Linked DNA regions of Rattus norvegicus: region 1 is linked to region 2. Evidence: chromatin contacts called from public Hi-C data. All regions are on one chromosome and are shown on one strand. The core of a region is the stretch at or near the end of the contact, and the rest is flanking DNA. Distances in the headings are between cores, read along the strand shown.

Region 1 (6,870 bases), core at 1,789-4,288, 150 kb after region 2:
AGATTGGAGACCCCCACATTCCCCTGGAGCTGAAATTATGGGAGGTTGTGAGCAATCCAGTATAGGTGCTTGAAATAGAATTTGGTCCTTTGCAAGAACAGTAAAGCCCTTTTAAGGGATGAGCCATCTTTTTAGCCCCTAAGTAATTGTGTGTGTGTGTGTGTGTGTGTGTGTGTGTGTGTGTGTGTGAAGATGAAAAACCCATTTTTTAAAAAAAATTTATTTATTATGTATATACCACCAATCTGCCTGCATATATGTCTGCACACCAAAAGAGGGCATCAGATCCCATTATAGATGGTTGTGAGCCACTGTGTGGTTGCTGGGAATTGGACTCAGGACCTCTGGAAGAGCAGAAAGAATGGGAGAAGCGGACAGGATGAGATGGTTCAGCAGAAACATGCATTTGTTACCTCACCCTGAATTCAAATTGAGAATATTCGTTCAGCCACACAGCTGAATCTACAGCAGACTTAGGTGACTTTCAGGGTCTGTTAAGGAACAATTTATTATGTAGAGGATTTGTTCTATTTTTGTTGTTGTCTTTGAGGGTGTGTGTGTGTGTGTGTGTGTGTGTGTGTGTGTGTGTGTGTATGTGTTTTGTTGTTATTGTTTTTTTTTTCCAAGCTCAAACAAAATAACGGAAATTTGATTGCTGGGAAGACGTGCTTGGTGGAAGAGAGCGGGGTGAAAGTCTCCTCTGACCTCCACATGTTCTACTGCATGGATGTGGTTCCCAACACTCCACTAAATAAATAAATAAATAAATAAATAAATAAATAAATAAATAAATGTTCAACAATTTGTTCAGAGTCACAGAAATGTCTCAGAGCTTAGTATTTCATACTGATCTTACAAAGGACTTACTTAGCACCCACATCTGGTGACCCACAACCACCTGCAACTCCAGTTCCAGAGAATCCAGTGTCCTCTTCTACAGTCCACGGGCACCGAGCTTAAATGTACAAATACCTACACACACATAAAACAATAGCAAAAAACATTTTCAAGGGCTTTTAATCCCAGCACTTGGAAGGCAGAGGCAGGTAGATCTCTGAGTTGAGACTGGTCTGATCTACATAGTTCCAAGCCAGCCATGGCTACTACATAGTGAGACCCGGTCTCATAGAAATAAAGTAAAATAATAAAAAAGATAGCCAAGCTGGGCATCGCTGGAGAATCCTATAATCATAACACCTAGAAAGCAGAAACAGAAGGACTAGAAGTTCAAGCTCAACCTCAGCTACATTGGGACATCAAGACCAGCCTGGGCTATATAAGACCATCTCGAAAACAAACACACTATAAAGTAAACTATGTAGACCTTAGGCAAAGTGTGATGCCACACAATTCTCAACTAGCATCTGGTGGGTGGAGACAGGAGAAGCCCACAAGAAAAGTAGTAACCAATGAGAACTGGTTCAAACTGCTCTATGTACAACCGCCACCCCAGCATGGTGGTTCTTTTTCCTCAGGGGGGGTATGAAGAGAGGGTCTCACCATGGCACCCAGGCCTGTCCCAACCTAGTAGGTAGCCCAGGCTGCACTTTAGCTAATAACCCTTTTGCCTCAACCTACCCAGGGCTAAGATTACAGATTTGCAGCACCATGCCTGGCCAGATATTTTTCAAAGGGAAAATTTTAGTGTAGCTGGCATCAAGTTGAACCTCACCCTAAATTCAAATTGAGAATATCCGTTTGTCCAAGAAGCTGAATCTACAGCAGACTGACGTGACTTTCAGGGTCTGTTAAAGAACAGAGTCTATTGCCCAGAGGACTGGTTTGTTCTATTTTTGTTGTTGTTTTTAAGGGATTTTTGGTTTTGATTTTTGTCTTCCAGCCCAGAGCTGGCCTGAACTGGTAAATCCTCAGCCTCCTCCCAAGTGTTGGGACTAGAAGCATGTGGCTACAACACCGAGCTAAGTTATTTTAAAGGAAGATATCTGTCTACGTTTCTTCAGGGGCAGAGAAACTCACAGTAGGGGCCAAGTGACTTGGAGCCTCTAATGGGGATAGCGACCTAATGCTGCGCAGCCTGTCAACACAGCTGGGTGAGTCCAGCGGGCTCAGGAAACACCAAAAATAAGCTACAAAGAATTCAGGGCCGTGCTTATGGTTTAGATTCCAAACACACTTTGTGTTTATCTCTTACCAAGAAGGGGGTATTTTTACGTGTGTGTGTGTGTGTGTGTGTGTGTGTATGTGTGTGTGTGTGTACACGCGCGTGCATTAAGACTAAAGGAGAACGCTGGAAGCAAAGGAATGTAAGTTGTGGGTCAACATATATCCTGATGCATTATTCTGTATGTCTAGCATAAAACCAGAGGTTTAAAGTAAAACACCACGACCGCCTCTACCTAGAAAAAAAAAGGCAAGTCGCCATTCAGAGGCAGTAAAGCCGTGCACAGGTGCCCTCCGCTCCCAGAGGTTTACCTGGAGGCCAGAGGGCTGAAGTCGGGCTTGCGGGAGGGAAACTGAGGGGCGGGGAGAGAAGGACAGACACACCTCGCCGGGCGCGGCTGTCGGCTGTCGCACAGGTCCCGCTTAAGGACCCGACTCAAGCGAACGAAGATTCCTTTCTCCAGGCTCTCCCGCCCATGGGCGAAGGGTTTGGTCCTCCAGCTCTCCCGCGTTCACCTCTGTGATCCCTCCACACCGACTGTCCGGGCTCCCCAGATCCCACACCTTCGTCCTTCCCCGACCCCACGCTGCATTCCTTTCGGTCACGGACTGAGACCCGTTACCTGCAAAGCGGCTCGACAGTCCTGCAAGTAGTCCTCCATGGTGAAGCCGGAGGTGTGCCGTAGCCCCTCAGCGAGGAGAGGTAACTCGGCCGAATGTACCCCGCCCCAGACTCAGGGTCTAGAGCCGAGAGTCAAGGGGCGGGACTCGAACCCGCCACTAAAGGGTTCTGCCTCCGAACCCAGGAGGAAGTGCGTAATCCGGCACTCCGGGAGTCCGGCGTTACCCCTCCCCCAGCGGCGGAGGCTGGGTTCTGAGCCCAAAGGCTCATGGGAGGTCAAGGAGGAGCATATCGCGGTGCCTCCTGGGAAATGTAGTCCAAAAGATCGTGGCTTTTCACCACCACCACCACCAAGTTTGCAGTTTTCTGAGTGCTATGACATACAAATTGTGTATGTGTCACAATAACTCGCCTTTATGGCATCTGAATTTGCAGATAGGACAAAGTATAGTATCTTTTCATATATCACACCGAACATCTGTTTGAGATTAATGTAAATTAATCTCTTAATTTTTTTTTAATACAAATTCTTGTTATGTAGCCCAAGTTAGTCTGGAATTGTAATCTTTCTGCTCAGTTTTCTGAATACTGGATTCACAGGCCTCGCTTGGTTGGGACTTCAAATTACAACATCGCTGTATATATTATTTAATAAAACAGCTTCCCTTGTTAGGTGTTTTCTTTGCTTGTTTTTCTTTTCTTTTTTTTAATTCTCCCTTTTACCAAACTGACATATCGTGATCAGTGTGTTTGTTCACGCTAGGAAAAGATTACCATAATCTTTGACTTGTCTTCTTAAAACCTACAGTCGTGCCAACTCTTCCTGCTTCTTCATAGCCTTTCTCCTCCTACAGCCTGAGCAAATATCTCCTCATACGGTTCTTGGAGTGTTGCAACCGTGACTTTGCTTCCTGGGTCTCTGTTGCAACTGTTCTCTCAGCTTTCGGAGTTGATTGAAGCCTTATCCTTTGGCCGTCACATCAATAGAGTTTAAAGAAGCCTTCAGAACGTAAGGCTAGATTCCAACATCCCTTAACTGCCACTTGTATATCCCAGGGCAGACTACCGAGGGAAAAAAATGTCCCTTCATCATAACATGTTCCCTCATCTTTTAATCTATCCGCAGATTTTCCTGCTTCTCAGGCAAGTGAGAAGAGGCAGAAGAGCGTCTTCCTCACCCTCGACCAGGTACACAGTTAAACTAATTTCATTCCTAGCCTTTAAAAAACATATAGGGAGGAAGGGAAGCCTTGGAAAGGTGCTCAGGGGGCTCCAGAAAAATAGGAGTGGGAATTTTCTTTGCTATTAAACGAGTAAATATTGCAAACACAACGCTCTTCCGCCCTGCTTCCTTAGCTCCAGAGTAGAGGCTGCGGCCGGCCGGCATCCAGGGAGGTCTAATCAGCTGCTGCTGTCCCGCCCTGCTCCTCCGGGCTCTGCCAGGCCGCCTGCTTTTCCCGGTTCTCACCGGAGAGGCACACGCGCTCCGTCCCTTCCAGCGGCAGGCGGAGGGAAGAGAAAGGGTCTGTTGTTTTTCTCTCTTCCTTTCTGCGGCTCACCGGGCTGCTGACCCACTCCGACAGCCCTGATGGAAATCCTCGGTGGCTGAGCAGGCCCCTCCTCCTCCAGGGACTGCGTCCTTGGCTAATTTGTCTTTGTCCGGACCTGGGGGAAAGAGGGAGAGAGAGAAGAAAAAGAAAACCCACAAACTTCCTTTGAAAGCCAGTTTGTAGGCAGGGCCTGGAGCGCACGCCGGAGGCTCGCTCACTTGGGAATCTTAAAGACTCTGAAAGCCGTGGGGGATCGCCTAGGCTGAGCTCTGCTTGTCCTCGCCCCCAACCCTGCTCTGACACCCCGGGTGTTGAGTGTGAGTCCGGAAGTGGCCGCGACCCAGGCTGGACGCCGCGAGAGTAAACCCGTGTCAAGCCGTGTAAGCTCCGGGGCTGACAGCTGGGAGGCAGCTGGCGCAGTCGGAGCCCCCCAACGATGTCCCCTCCTCCCGCGTCGAACCGCCAGAGTTGAGTCCTCTCCTAGTGCCGGAACCTCATCCATCTCTTTGAGGTAAAAACTTTGTTTTCAAACTATCCTCTCCACCTCGTCTCGCAGCTCTCCCCACCCTCTCTGGGGAAAGTTGACACCTGATGTCCCATCTGTGCTCTCTAAGCCTGGGTCGCTTACAGGATCCCAGGCACCCGGAGCAGTAAGAGATGGAGCAGTGAAAAAGATGCGTTCTCTTCATTTCCCCATTATAAACAAACCCAAACCGTCTCCTAGAGAGCAAGAATTGCAGGGTTTGCCTTAGTCTAGAAGAATCTCAAAGCATGTTGGCATGAAGAATTGCATTCAGCCGAGAAGATTGGGTAATACCAATAAAGGACTTGAGGGGAGAAGGGTCCTGAGGGCGTGTGATGTCTTTAAGTGCATACCTCTTTAATACGCTTTCCCCAGTGTGTAAATAGTAGCTGCTGCTGACTAGGAAAGGACCAGAGTGATTTGACTCCCTCACCGGTCACCATAGGTAATTCCAGGAAGAAAGAAGTGTAGGATTTTGACGGAAGAAAAAGAGGGACAGGGCTGAACACCCCACCCCCACCCCGCGTTTGTTTGAGTACTCCCCCCCCCACATGCTTTCCTTCTCTGAAATAGGCAGTGCCCTTCCCACCAGGAGTGGGCCTTGCAAGGTGAAGTCCTATGTTGCTCTTCCTACCCCACCGCTGTCCCTTTCACTGAGACCCCACTCCCCAGCCCCGCCCGTGGTTTCTGGTCGCTCCTTTCTTTGGCCAGCTAGCTTTCCCAACCCCCACTTAATTATTGATTATTTCTAGCCTGGGGTAGAAAATAAGCCGCGCTTGTCTTTAGGCCTTTTAATATTTTCCAGGCATGGCCTCTGCTTCAAGGTTCACTCTAAGTGCCATGGAGGGGCAAGAGATGTGGAGGGGGCGGAGAGTGGAAGGCCACTTCCAAGTAATTTTTGCTACTCTAACTCTAAATTAACAAAATATAAATCACCTGCAGCTAGCACAAATTATATTTGAGTAAGGAGAATGATCAATTTACTATATTTATATTATTTCAGTAACTCCAATGTTTCGCTTGGAGCCCAGGCAGACCTTGAACTCAAGGTCCTCCTGCCTCAAGTCCCCTGAGTAATAGGGATTGGAAGGCCTGAAACACCACACCCAGCTGATACTCCTGAAGGCTTTGTCAGAAGTCCCAAGTCTTGACAGTTTGCAAGAAGAAAGCAGGCAATCAGATCTGCCTGTCTCTGCCCACAGGTGCTGGAATTAAAGGTGTGTGCCACTGTGCCCTGTGGTACCAGTCTGAGAGAAAAAGATTCTAATTGATTTTAATTTCTCCTGGCTTTATTTCTGTAATGGTGCTGGAGATCAAACCCAGGGCCTTGCATGTGTTAAGCACATGTCCTGCTAGGTTATACCCCAGAATGGGTGTATGTTCTGTTAGTGAGCAGGGAGGGGAGGAAGGAGGAGCAAGGGAGATTTCCAGAGGCATCTGCAGTCCTATCTGGACCTCCTTAGTAGCTAACAGGAACCGCCTTTGTCACTATACACACCTGGTGGAGGTACGCTTACACACTTAGGAGTGCTTGCCTCTGTGTGTGTGTCGTGTGTGCTTGTCCCCCATGGAAGCCGGAAGAGGACAGCAGCTTCCCTGGGAATTGAACCGTGATCCTCTGGAAGAGTACTGCGTGACTCAACCGGGGAGCCACCTCTCCTGGGGTACTTTAATGTAAATCAGTGAGCAGCAGTTTCCCACTCCATATAAACATTGAACAGGAGACAATCTCTGGGCACAAGCACTGCAGGAAACAAATAGGATGTAAAGTTGCCACCTCTAGCTGGTGAGCACTTCCAGAGGAAGAACTGTGGAGAGTCTTTTGCATGCCCCCTAACTAACGCTGTTACCAGTAGTAGGATTAGAACCTGTGCCTCAGGCAGCCCTAACAAGCCAAGTTAGTTTCTTGTCTTCAATACGCCAACTAAAGGAGCTGAACTGGTGGACACAGGGCCAGCCAGTGAGGTGGCCAAGGCTCTAGCTGCCTGATGACCTGAGCTTGAGCCCCAGGTTCCAGTGGTGGAAGGACAGAACAAACTTGAAAGTTTCCTTCT
Region 2 (6,085 bases), core at 1,821-4,320:
TGTTCTTCCAGAGGACCTGGGTTCAATTCCCAGCACCCACATGGCAACACACAAGTATCTTAAACTTCACCTTTGACATCCTCTCACAGACATACATACAGTAAAAACACCAATGCACATAAAATAAAAAATAAAAGGGAAAAAAGGAATTTAAGGAAAAACTAGCTTAATAGTTTGTAATGACTATTCCTGGTTGTCAAGTTGAGAATGTCCGGAATGAACTACAATCCAGAATTGGAGGGCACATCTGTGATCCAGATCTTGAGGTTGGAAGACACAAGTATCTGATCTGGATATTGGCATGGAGATCTTGAGCCACAGTGGCCATGAAAAGCTTAGGCCCAGGCAAGGTAGTACAGGCATTTAATCCCAGGAGACGGGCCAGGAGACCTCTGAGTTCAAGGTCAGCCTGGAACAAAGCAAGTCCCAGATCCAGGAGTGGTGGTCCACACCGTCATCTGAGCCACACCTTCTGTCGGAGGTCTACATAAGGACGTTGGAAGTAGGAAGACTCACTCTTCTTCACCTGCTTGCACTGACTTGCCAGCACATCTGTTGGAATCTACGTCCACAGCAGACCAGCTGAAACAACTAGCCTCATGGGACTGAGCAACTCCTAGGGTCTTGGACTTCCCATCCACAGCTACCCTTTTTTGGGATAGTTGGAATGTAGACTGTAAGTCACCACAATAAATTCCCTCACTATAGAGAGACATTCTATACATTCTGTGACTTTAGAGAACCTGACAAATACAGTTCTAAGTTTTTGTATTAAGACTTTCCAAAGCTAGGCATGGAACTGCTCACCTTCAATCCCAACATTTGAGGAGCAGAGACAGGCAGATCTCTGAATTTAGGCCAGCCTGGTCTAAATAGCAGGGTTCCAGGATAGCCAGGGCAACAAAGAGAGACCCTGTCTCAGTAACAAAGGAACAAAAAAGTGTACTACCATCCACCATTCCCTGCTAATGTTACTAGTTTTTTTTTTTTTTAAAGATTTATTTATTTATTATATATAAGTCTACTGTAGCTGTCTTTAGACACACCAGAAGGGGACATGAGATCTCATTACAGATGGTTGTGAGCCACCATGTGGTTGCTGGAATTTGAACTCAGGACCTCTGGAAGAGCAGTCAGTGTTCTTAACCACTAAGCCATCTCTCCAGCCCCCTCTTTTTATAAAAATGTATTTATTTATGCATTTTTAAATATGAGTGCTTTGTCTGTATGTACATCCTCACACCAGAAGAGGGCATCGGATCCCTTTATGGATGGTTGTGAGCCACTGTGTGGTTGCTGAGAATTGAACTCAGGACCTCTGAAGAGCCCCTTATGTTCCTAAACACTGAGTTCTCTCACCAACCCTTAATGTTACTATTTTTAAGTAGGATTATGCTACAATATTCCATTTCCTAAAGTTTTATTTTAAAATCATTAACTGTCATTAAAAAAAAATTTCCACAAGATTAGTATTTCTCAGAAGACAGTTTGCAGAGTAATAACTTTAAAGTCATCTATTTGCTTCTACCCTTTTCCACTCCTGGCTTTCTCATTCCACTGACCTGTGCTTCCTCCGGCAGCAGCTGTTATAGTGGGGAGCTCTGTGTAGAGCATTCTGGGTGATTATTCGAGTCTGGGTTAGCAAAGGAGCCTGACAATGAGAGAAGAGAGTGAGTCAAAGCTGTCAGAAGCAAATGGCCCCTCATGCCTGTTGCGTGCAGTATAGCCCCGTCTAAACAACACTGATGCCCTCACCTCAGTTTTGCTTTCTGTCTTCAGTTCGTTCTGCGGTCGTGGATTTTGCTCTGTTCCCTTGCCTGACTGCTTTTTTCCATAGAAAAGCTTCAGACCTAGGAAGAAGAAAAGCAAGGGAGAATGAAAAGATTTTGCCAAAATGTCAAGAGTTCATTCTCTATCTCCCGCCCTCCCTACTTCTCTTAACTTACTGGATAGATGCTTCTTGCCTGCACGGTGAGCTGTCAGCATGGCCAGGGTGTCCAGTACTGGTCGATGGGGGCAGATGGCACAAGCAAAGCTAGGGAAACAAGAAAAGTGAATTATAAGTGTGTGTGCGTGTGCGCGTGTGTTTTGTGTTCCAGCCTGCAGTCGCGGTGTACTTGCTATGGTGAGTAGATCCTACTTCTGTCATAGCACTCCTCCAACTCCCAGGTTTCCCAATCTCCACCCCTTCACTTCCAGCCAAAGAATACTATTATACTCCTGAACTCCTTAGTAACAAAAGTTTGTTGAGCCTCTGATCCCCGAATCCCCAGGCTTGATCCACTCTTCGCTCTCACCGTCCATCCCGCAGCATCAGCGCCTCATCCTCGGGGATGTAACTAGCTAGCAAGTCTCCAACTCTTCGTTTCTGCAGGAAGCAGGATAGAAGAAATGAATGAGAGGAACGGATGGATATTAAATAATACAGAGGAGTCAAATGGCACGGGGCCATGCAGATCATAGGGTAGAAAATGGGGTCACCTCTCAGTTCTGGTCCCCTAACACCCTCCCCTAGATGTCGCCAAAGCAACAAACCAAAGCAACAGGGCGGCTGAAGGTGATCAGGTGACTCTCACTAGGGCTTACTTTGAGCACATTGAGCTGACTCCAGTCGTCCCCTTCCCTCTTAAAAGACATCGCGACTATGAGAATATGATAAATTCTACGCCTACTTCGCTGCTCCTTTAGGCCACCGTAGGAAGAGTACACTATCGCCTTCTCTGCTTCCGGTTTCTTTCTGAGTCTGTACTTCCGGGGATGCTTTTCCACGCATGCATCGCGCAAGCCGGAAGACCCGCCTCCAGCGCCCTGAGGGGATCTGTATTTCCTATGATACTGCCTGGACGCTGTGCCTTTTGGGAAATGAAGTCTTTTGGTTATCTATTTTATTTTTTAATTTTTTTGGAGAGAACACCGCTCACCTGGACACAGGTCCTCGCATCTCGAAGGATCCAGGTGTTTGGAGACCCAAGATCCTGTACGTGGAGCCGGAATTTCAGGGTGGGACCCTCCTGAGGTGGAGGGAGGCTTCGGGGGATCTCAGTGGACTCTATATTGCAAACTTGTAGTCCTCAGGCTCGTCCTCCTCAGCCACAACCTACCTGGGGTGGGTTTTATTTGGAACAGAGAGGATGTGGGGGCTCCCGGCGTCCTGACTGTTGGATGTAGGGACACACTGAGGGAAGAGTGTTAATGAGGGTGTCTAGGGTTCAAAGGTCAGAGATCAGGCTTGCGAGGAGTTGGGGAGGGGGCGTCGAAAGTCCACGGGGTCAGCGACTGACAACTCAGGGAAGATATTTATGGGTAAGGGGCTTGAGGAAGAAGAAATGTAACCGGCCTGGAAGACTTCTTAAGATACGAACTGTAATTCCGAGCTCCGTAAGAAGCATCGAGAGGAGGAGGACGAATGTAGTCTCTCGAGAGTCGGGAGACTGAAGAGAAAAGAGAAAAAGAATTTTCTGAATATCCATTCTCTGGGTTCAGCCGTCACTGTTGGTCACTTAGCTGGGCTTTCCTCAGTTGTGACCCTAGATCTTGGAAGTGAGGAGATGGCTTCGCCCTCTAGACAGCCTCCCCTCGGAGGGTCAGGGCTGCTACGTGGGAGCCGTGCTCGTTCTTATGGAAGCCTGGTACAATCATCCTGCTCCCCAGTGAGGGAAAGACGCCTGGAGCATCAATTGGAGCCTGGAGACACCCTGGCTGGATTAGCACTCAAATACGGGGTGACGGTGAGTCTTCCAGGATTGAGGTAGTCCCCAGGAGAAAGTGGGTGGCCCGCTAAGCAACCACCTCTGACATTACCCAAATTATATTATGGCCTGTTTTTTTCTTATTTTGCTTTCACATCTTTGTGTAGTACTATTGGGCCAGATCTGCCCAGCTATCCCAGTGGGAGGAGCAGCTCCCGTGAAGGTGGGTGAGTGGGGGCGGGGCTTTCAGCCATTAACCAGACCTTGTGCCCCTATCAACTTAAGACTGATAAACCAGTTTGATCAAGGTCAAATCACTTGAGTGTCAGAAGAAAGGTCTGTCTGACTCTAAAGCCCATGCTATTAGCCAAGCAGGGGGAAAAATAATGAGAGTGACTAAATCTAAATTTACAGAAGTAAAGAAGAGCTGACTTTTAGTAGAGCTCCTAAGGCGCCTTCTGTAGTTCTTATTTCCACACCAGGGCTCTGCTCTCTTTATGTAGAGAAACAAAACAAGTGCCTTCTACATATCTCAAGTATTTCAGGTCAGACCTAGGAGAGGTTTGATGGACATACAAATATCTTCCGTTAAAGTTGCAGCCTTCCTGTCTATATCCTGTTTTACCACATACAAACAAATGTTGGACTTAGACAAATTCCCATGCTGCTCTACTTAAAGCAAAGCACACCTGTTGGTTGATGTGCTCGTGTAATTTAAATTCTCATGAGGAGCAGAGAAGAAACACTGCTGTAAAGAACATTCACAAGGGGCGGGAGATCCAAAACTATTGGTTTTTGCTTGGAAGTGGGAGTGGAGATTATCTGTGGTTTTTTAGGGGGAGAAGGGTGCAGTTTCTAGTCAGTAATTCACTGTGTAGCCCAAGCTGGCCTAGAACTTCTGGTGTTCTTGCATCATGACTCTGAGATTAGGAATGTGACAACCACACTCTGGGGTCCAGGTTTTAGGACTGCCATCACCATGGGCCTTGAAGACCTAGAAACTTTCCTTCTGTGCTCCATACAAATCTATTTAACCCAGTTGTTTGTATCCTTGTCTTCCAGAAGTCTACAAGCTCTTTAAGAGCTGAAATAGTTTCAACTTTATGCCTCTAAACCCTGGGCATAGTCTCAGTCACGGGGGAGTTTAAAAGATGACTGAACGCTGTCAGGACATGGAAGTCCGACCCTTTAATCCCAGCACTCTCGAGGTAGAGATGGGATCTCTGAGTTCAAGGCCAGCCTGGTCTACAGAGTGCATTTCAGCACAGCCAGGGCTACACAGAGAAACCCTGTCTTCCAAAAACAGTCTGAAAGCCAGGCTCTGATGTTAGCCCTTAAGACACTGAGTCAAAGGGATGCAGAATTCCAGGCCAGCTCCACCTATAACAAGACCTAGAGAACATGAGTCGAAAGTGTAGTTCAGTGGTAGAATGCAGAAGAGAGACAAGGCTAGACACTTCCTGTGGGGGCTAAATAGACACAGTATTTGAATCCTCGCTTGGATTTAGTGAGGAGCCGTCGGAGGTTGCTAAGCCAGCTAGAGGGTTAATAGAGTCCTTTCCCTAGACAGCAAGAGAAAGATGTGTGGCCATGAAAGAGGAAGGACAGGTACCTGTGGCATTGGTGGGCACAAGTATGAGAGAACAGACGTGAGGTGTTTGTTTACTCATCCTTGGAGGTCTGTGAGGGTCCAGCCTAGGACTGCACACTAGGCAAGCGCTGTACCATGGAGCTACTCCGGAACCACCAAGATTTATGCATTTATTTTATTATTAGCTAAGGTCACACTCAGAGAACTGCCTGTCTGTCTCTGCTTTCCAAGTGCTGGAGTAGAGATGTGCACTATTAGCTGGAGTGGTAGCACATGCCTTTAATCCCAGCACTGGGTTCGGGGTGAGGGGGTCAGGGAAGGCAGAGGCAGGAGGACCTCTGAATTTGAGGCCATCCTGGTTTACAGAGTGAGTTCAAAGACATCCAGAGCTACATAGAGAAACCCTGTCTCAAACAAACAAACAAACAAACAAAAAAAGCACTACCATACTATTTGGCTTAGCTATTTTAAAATTTTATTTAGGACTGGAGAGATGGCTCAGTGGTTAAGAACACTGACTGTTCTTCCAAAGGTCCTGAGTTCAAATCCCAGCAACCACATGGTGGCTCACAACCATCTGTAATGAGATCTGATGCCCTCTTCTGGTGTGTCTGAAGACAGCTACAGTGTACTCATATAAAATAAATAAATAAATAAATCTTTAAAAAAAATTTTTTTTATTTAACATTTACCTTTAGCGGTTTGTTTGCGTGTGTGTCCATGTGCCACGAGGGTGCCTGGTGCCCATAGAGGTCAAAAGACCACCTGGAACTGGAGTTTCAGACTGTCACTGTCTTCAGTCACA

Evidence for each region. Hi-C and Micro-C count contacts between places; a contact is called where the count stands out from the background.
Region 1: a contact with region 2 is called in a Hi-C map of liver, with 2.8 times the contacts expected there. The contact joins the promoter of Prune1 here to the promoter of Lysmd1 in region 2. A contact is called at or near these places in 5 of 12 Hi-C or Micro-C datasets (the A7r5 cell line, the Rat2 cell line, hepatocytes and 2 more) and 1 of 1 datasets of contacts at active chromatin or transcription factors (oligodendrocytes).

What each region holds. Positions count from the first base shown.
Region 1 is chr2:185,545,364-185,552,233 of GRCr8, forward strand. Prune1 (prune exopolyphosphatase 1) reads right to left here and starts at 3,039. Exons shown (of 8, transcript NM_001007697.1): 1 at 2,745-3,039. The coding sequence starts at 2,783. It also overlaps a transcript of Mindy1 not described here.
Region 2 is chr2:185,391,075-185,397,159 of GRCr8, forward strand. Lysmd1 (LysM domain containing 1) reads left to right here and starts at 3,071. Exons shown (of 3, transcript NM_001024302.2): 1 at 3,071-3,728. The coding sequence starts at 3,549. Scnm1 (sodium channel modifier 1) reads right to left here and starts at 2,748. Exons shown (of 7, transcript NM_001107696.1): 1 at 2,587-2,748; 2 at 2,298-2,368; 3 at 1,947-2,035; 4 at 1,756-1,850; 5 at 1,563-1,651. The coding sequence starts at 2,637.